Linked DNA regions of Sus scrofa: region 2 is linked to region 1. Evidence: chromatin contacts called from public Hi-C data. All regions are on one chromosome and are shown on one strand. Each heading gives the region's core, a stretch centred on a gene start, on an enhancer-like site or on the middle of the called end of the contact. The rest is flanking DNA. Distances are from core to core; before and after follow the strand shown.

Region 1 (3,092 bases), core at 436-2,935:
CCAGCCTCCAATTTCCTTTTGTCATTTTCCAGAATCATTTGCTTGGTTCCTTTGCATGCATTTTTTTTTTTTAACCTTCTTCTCCAACCCTGCATAAAATTTGGCAAAGACCAGGGAGAAAAATCTAAAGAGGAATCAATCTCCCCCCCCCACACCCCCAGCGCTTCTTTCTCTCTTTTCCTTCCTCTCCCAATCTCTCTCTGTCTCACACACACACACACACACACACACACACACACACACACACACAGACTTCATCTCTCTTCTGATCTTACTGTATCCCCTAAATGTCAAACCAAGATCACTCCCCAAACCCAAACCTAAAAGAGAGGGGGGGAGAGAGAGAGAGAGAGAGAGAGAGAGAGAGAGAGAGAGAGAGAGAGGGAGGGAGAGGGAGAAAATATCACTTCCCTTCTGGGAGATGAGTCCATGCTTTTAGGGGAGCCATCTGAGGCTACTGAAGGGCTAAATTTTGGAAGCATCTGCTTCTGTAAGTTTAGGGTCAGTCTTCATGCGTATGTGATGTGTTGGTAAATGTATTTTCCTTAAGCAGAATGTAGCTTTGATTGTAGGTCATTAATTCTAAGTGTGTGTTGGGGAGTGGGGAGGACGGGGATGGGGGGAGAGGAGGAATATTTGGTGAGGATAAAAAATCCTGTTCTGGCCACTGTGGGTAGGGATTCAAAAGGAAGTCTTGGCACCTGCCTTTCTGGGAACCCCCGTCTCTGCGAAGGGGGATCTCTGGGTCAGATAGAGTGAACCAGAAGAGGGACCCAAGGAATCGTTAACTTAGTTTACAAACCAGCATAAGAGTTACAAATGAATTCACACAGGGACACCCATCAAATGGAGAACAGAACTGGGAAAGGGGTGATGGCACCAGGGCAGAACCGAGAAAATATAGGAAAGCTTCTTAGAGGGACGGGTGTGTGGGGAGGGGGGCTGGGAACCGCAGCCGACGGGAACGCACAGCCCAGCCGCCCCTCTCCCCTTGCCGGGGTCTCCTCCTCGCGAGCTGGGTGAGTGTCCCCTGGGCAGGACCCGCCCTCCTGGTCCCTTCACACCTGACCCCGCGCGCTCTCCTCTCCTGCCATCCCCGGGCCCCTTCCTGCACACCCACTGCTCCCAGCTCCCCCTCAGTAATCTCCTGACATCTCTTCAAATCCAATTATCGAATTAATTGACGTGCTAACCGAGAGGCAAACAGAAAGGGGCGGCAAACAACGGGCGGCTCAGATTTATCCTCCGGCCTCCACAGGCCCCGGCCGGGCGAGATTTACTGGGCCTCGAACACGGCGACAGTTCAAACCTTTGATTAATCATGTTTTTCTCCCGGCCCCATAATTTAGTTGCTCTTTTTCCCTCCCTGCCTTTTTTTATCAGTGGAAACAGAGACGGAGTCCTCATCAGCTTCAATTACAAATATTAAGCCCCCGGACAGCACTTTGACAGAGAGGCGGCCAGCGGCCCCCCCTCCGTCCCGCCCCCCTAAATCATCCCCGAATTAACATCACAATCGGCGGCTGGCGCGCGTTCAGATTTAAATGGTGGCATATTGTTCGCGGACGGTCTAGTTCAGACCAGCGTGTTCGCAGCTCCCGGCGGCAGCCCCCGCCTCTCTCCCCACCGCCCCCTCCTGCCTCCCGGGAGGCTGTGACTCAGGAGCCGCGGGAAGCTCCGGCGCCCTGTCTCCAGCAGCGGAGGCTGCTGGCGGGGGTGCGCTGGGGTGGGGGCGAGCGGGCTGCAGAGAGGGTTAGGGCGAGGGGGGGCGAGTCAGGCACCGGGAGAGGGACTGCTGATGCAGGGTGGCGGGGAGAAGGGCCGAGGCTGGGCAGAGGCCCGTAGTTTGGCTTGGAAGGGGGCGCTGCGGGAACGGGGTTTATGCAAATGAGATGCAAATGAAGGCGCTGAAGCTTCGGGGTTGGGAACGCTACCATACAGCCCTTTGGGGAAAGGTTATGGCCGCTTTGACCCGTCGCCGCGTTTGTGGGGCACCCTTGGGTCGTGATGGAGTGTCTAGAAGGCAGGGAAATCTCTTGCTCTTTGAGACTTGCGGTATGAAAGAAGAACATGGAGGCAAGATTTTTCTCCGATTTCTGAGCAGTTAGAGAAAATTGACCTTAAACGACAGTCGGGAGGCTTGAAGGCAGGCCCCAGAAAGGACCGCCTTAGTGGGAAAACAGAGCGTGAGGGTGGAATATCTCCTGGGGAGTTTTTGTTTTAGAAGACCTTCGAAGGAGCCAGACTTCTCCGAGGGTATTTTGGGGAAAAGACATGAAAAGTATTTGGCTCTGTCCCACGGTGGAGGAGAAAAAGGAGAGTCATTTCCCTGACCCCATTAATCCTTTAAGACTGAAGGAGCACAGGAAGAAAAATGTCAATCCAGGAATCTAGGTTTCCAGATCTTTTCATATCCACCTGTCTCTTCGGTCTTGCCCGCATCAATCTCCAGGTCCCCATTTCTGCCTAGCAACATCACAACCAATCAAGATGCAATTAGGCCTGGCAGCTTGGCTCATCCTTAACTGGGATTGGCTGCTCGCAGTGTGCGCATCCCAAGTTTTCATTGGCTGACGGCCACCTGTATGGAAATGAGAATTTCCAAGGGACTCTCAGCCCCTTCAGCAACGTGGACCTGTAGCTCATGGCGCTGAAACCTGCAAGCTCAGAGCCGCAACTCCTGGGCTTGTTTCTTGCCCTCTTTGCCTCCTCTTTCTTCAAAGAGATGTCTCAAACTTTTCCCTCTGAGGCCTAGTCTGACAGAAATTCGACCAAATAACACAAAATAAGGCGGGTTTGTACGCTTATTGCATCTTCTTGGCCTTCTCTTTCAAAGTCACGATTTTGTCCCTTCCGTCAAATGCCACGACAGTTCTTGCCCCTCTCTCTCTTCCACGTCTGTCCAAGGTGCGGCTTCTTTACGTGTGGAGTCCCTCAGTCCCTGCCCCTTGTGGCCTCAAACCCTCTCTTCTGGCTCAGCTCCACCAATTCCCGACTGCTCCCCTCCTCCCACTCAGGATCCAGGCATCTCGCTCCACGATCTAAAGCCCAGTTTAGAAGGGAGTTAGAGGGAGAGAGGACTCCTCCCTCCC
Region 2 (3,092 bases), core at 275-2,774, 290 kb after region 1:
CCTCTGACCCCGAGATCTAAGGTGCTAAGTGTCTCTCCCAGGGACATTTAAGCTGGGCCAGTGTCCTACTGCCTGGGCTCAAGGGGCTGAGACTGTGGCCAGGATGAGGATGTTTGCTGTCACCAAGCCCCAGGGAGAGAGTGGCAGGCCCTCTCTGGCATTATCTAGAGTTCTGAGGAAAATATTTTTAAAGGTCAGAATGGACTGGGGAAGCCCTTTCTGAGGTCCCCCTTGGCTCTGGGAGGGGGAGTCCCAGGAATGGAGGGAGTTTACAAGCGGGGACATTTCCCCCTGGTGTGGGAGAGACAGAGATAGCCAGACCTCATCCTGAAAAAATGTGTTTTTGTGTCTGTGACAGAAAATTGGTAGCCACGTGGGAGATTTAGGGACTTGCAGCGAGTGGAGCAGGGCCAGAGGCTGCTGTCCTGAAGGCAGAAGCTGAGGTGTGATTTAGGGAGGGTGAAGGAATCTGAGGACACTGGAAAGGTATCATCCAAACCCATTTTCTCAGAAAAGCCAAAGACATGCACGTGGGCGAGCGCACGCATGCACGCGCGCACACACACACACACACACACACACACACACACACAATGGGCCCAATATTGAAAAACACCAGATGATCCACTTCGAAGGAACATAAACAAGCCAAGCGGATGCAGGTTAATAAAACCCGCAAAAGCCCCAGACAGGAACACTTAAAATGCCCCAGAAACAAAGCATACCGTGACAAATTCTCACCCAACACATAAGTACATGCACCAGAATGTTCCCAGGCATAGAAGACGCGTCCCCATTTCCAGCCCCCATCCTTGGACACTCAGGTGTACCTGCCCAGCTCCAAGAGCACACACACTTTTGTGTCCCCTCCTAAACCTACCTACAGAAACCCCTGGGGGCTGGTGGAGGTGGGGGGAGCAAGCACTGAGCTTCGCACACACCACACAGAGCCAGGCACACACCCCACAGAGCCAGGCCTGGGTCTCCTGAGCCTCAGTAATGCACGATCCATACCCGGAGATAAAAGTCTAGACAATAGACGGCTGTTTATGACAATGAGGCTCTCCAAGTTTGGGGCCAGGCGATAAATCTCTGGCGAATCTTCCTGTAACTCAACTTCTGGCTGTAGTGTGATGGGAGAAGCACGGAGACCGCAGAGAGGAGAGCAGCAAAATGGGAGACTTTTAAATCATGAGCAGAAGGCGAATTTCCCGCTGGGGCAAGTGAGTGCAGGCGGCCACACTCACCCCACATGGCAGGTCCACACTGTGGAAGCTTTTGGATCAAGCTTCAGCACACAGCCGAGTCAGGCTTCCCGGGCCCCCCAAATCGGGGGAGAAATCTGTAGGCAAATGGTAGGGCCTGAAGACAGGGACAGACCCACAAACCATTCTTGACACAGGCAAAGGGTCTTTTTGGTTGATGACCAGAATCTTCTTATTATGTGTCACCTGAATTTTTTCACGCACCCCCCCCCCCGTCTCTCTCTGTCCTTCTTTCTCTCTCTCTCTCTCTCTCTCTCTCTCTCTCTCTCTCTCTCTCTCTCTCTCTCCCTTATTCCTTTTTGGATTGCTGGGCTGTTCCCTTTTGCATTTTCGGCCCAGGCGTCTGATTACAAGTAAAGAGCCACTGAAGTTGATCTCATAAAAATGCCGCGAGCTCACTTTGATCTGCGCGGACTGGGTCCGAGCCTAAGTAGGCGCTAAAGCTGGAGAATGGCGGCTTGGGCCAACTGGGCCTCTGCTGGGCCGAGAGGTCGGAGATCCGGGTGGCCCAGCAGGGCAGTCCTGCCCGGAAGAGGCATTTTCTGTGCTGCTGCAACTGGGTTTGGAAACCAAGGTCCAGTGGTAGCGGCTCCATTTCCAGACTGCTTTTAAGACATTTCCTTCATTTTAGAGCACTTGGTGAGGGGTCCAGTGAAACTGGCTCGTAAAATGGGGCTTTTATGGGGAGAAATGGGGTCTCGTTGCTAGCCTCCAGGGACAATCCCTCCGTGGAGGAAGGAGGGTGGGGCTGCGGGGGGCAGAGGGGCTGCCCTTGTCCCTCCCCATCCTGTCCAGGGGCCAGAGGAACCTCAGGGCATCTTCCTCTTAGGTGGCCTGACCTGGGACCTAGGGCTTTGGGGGCTGAGGAGAAATGGGGGCTGAGAACTGACAGTGCTTTTTCCTTCTAGTTCCCTGGCTGGGGATGGGAGTTGTCCCGGGATGCAGAATAAACCACTGGCCTGAAAATCCCCAAGCATATTAAAGGGATTATTAAACTCAGCGGCATTGCTCTAAGGGAGAGATTTGTGCAAAAAAGAGCAATCCTTGCCGGCTCAGCCTTGAACCGCTGAGGGTATCCACCCGCTGACTGCTTATCTTTTTATTGACTGCACTGGGGACTGGACTTATAGACCAGAGCGCTCTAAGGGCCCCCTTTCTCCAATCTGGGTTTCCTCCCAGTTTTAGGTCTGTGGATGGAGCCCCTTTCCCTACAATAAGCTACTCTTTCCAGAGCAGCCGCACGAGGTGGACAAGCTGCAAGGAAGCCCAGTACTGGGGGGGGGGGTTTGCTGAGTGGGATCTGGACAATACGAACCCCCTTCTGAAGCAGCCCCTGGTGTCTCTGTGTGGAAGGGAATGGTGCTGCCTGCCGCCGCCCTGGCCAAAGTACTGGGGCAGCTACCCAGCCCGCAACCTGGCTGCCAGGCAGGCAGGCGATGCTGACTGAGGCCACCCAGAGCCAGTGGGGCTGGCAGGATGGCCCTGCCCAGGAGGATTTCAGGTGAAAGCTGGGATTGTAGTAGGTAGAGAGGCCACTAGGCCCCTGTGAGATGAGGGGGAAAAGCCACCTGCACGCCATGGAATAGGGCTTGCCGGGACTCTGGGGAACTGATTTTGGAGCTCACATCTTTGGGAGGGTGGCACTGATACCCGAGGAGGGCAAGCTGGGCCAGACAGCTCAACCTATGCTTCAAAGTGGCCCGGATCTGGGGCTGGGCAGGGAGGCTGCTCCCCCAAGCTGGGGGCATTTTTGCCAATCAGTGCCTCCCTGACCTCAGGAGCCCAGCCTTTTCTCCTTGACCCCAGCAGCAACGTTCCTGGGATTTT

The links. A called contact is a pair of places that touch in the nucleus more often than the background predicts.
Region 2: a contact with region 1 is called in a Hi-C map of epiblast stem cells, with 3 times the contacts expected there. The contact joins the promoter of HOXC11 here to the enhancer-like site in region 1. A contact is called at or near these places in 6 of 47 Hi-C or Micro-C datasets (embryonic fibroblasts, epiblast stem cells, fetal skeletal muscle and 2 more).

Annotation. Positions count from the first base shown.
Region 1 is chr5:18,894,371-18,897,462 of Sscrofa11.1, forward strand. No RefSeq gene overlaps it. Among named protein-coding and RNA genes, the nearest start is that of ATP5G2, 16 kb to the left of the region's middle. Within about 2 kb of position 1,686, at least 34 of the 83 cell types and tissues checked have an H3K27ac peak or open chromatin away from gene starts, as enhancers often do. A contact at or near this core is called in epiblast stem cells, where this site is marked.
Region 2 is chr5:19,180,056-19,183,147 of Sscrofa11.1, forward strand. It overlaps HOXC11 (homeobox protein Hox-C11), which reads left to right and starts at 1,525. Exons shown (of 2, transcript XM_021091724.1): 1 at 1,525-3,092. LOC110260667 (a long non-coding RNA gene) reads right to left here and starts at 1,468. Exons shown (of 3, transcript XR_002343964.1): 1 at 1-1,468.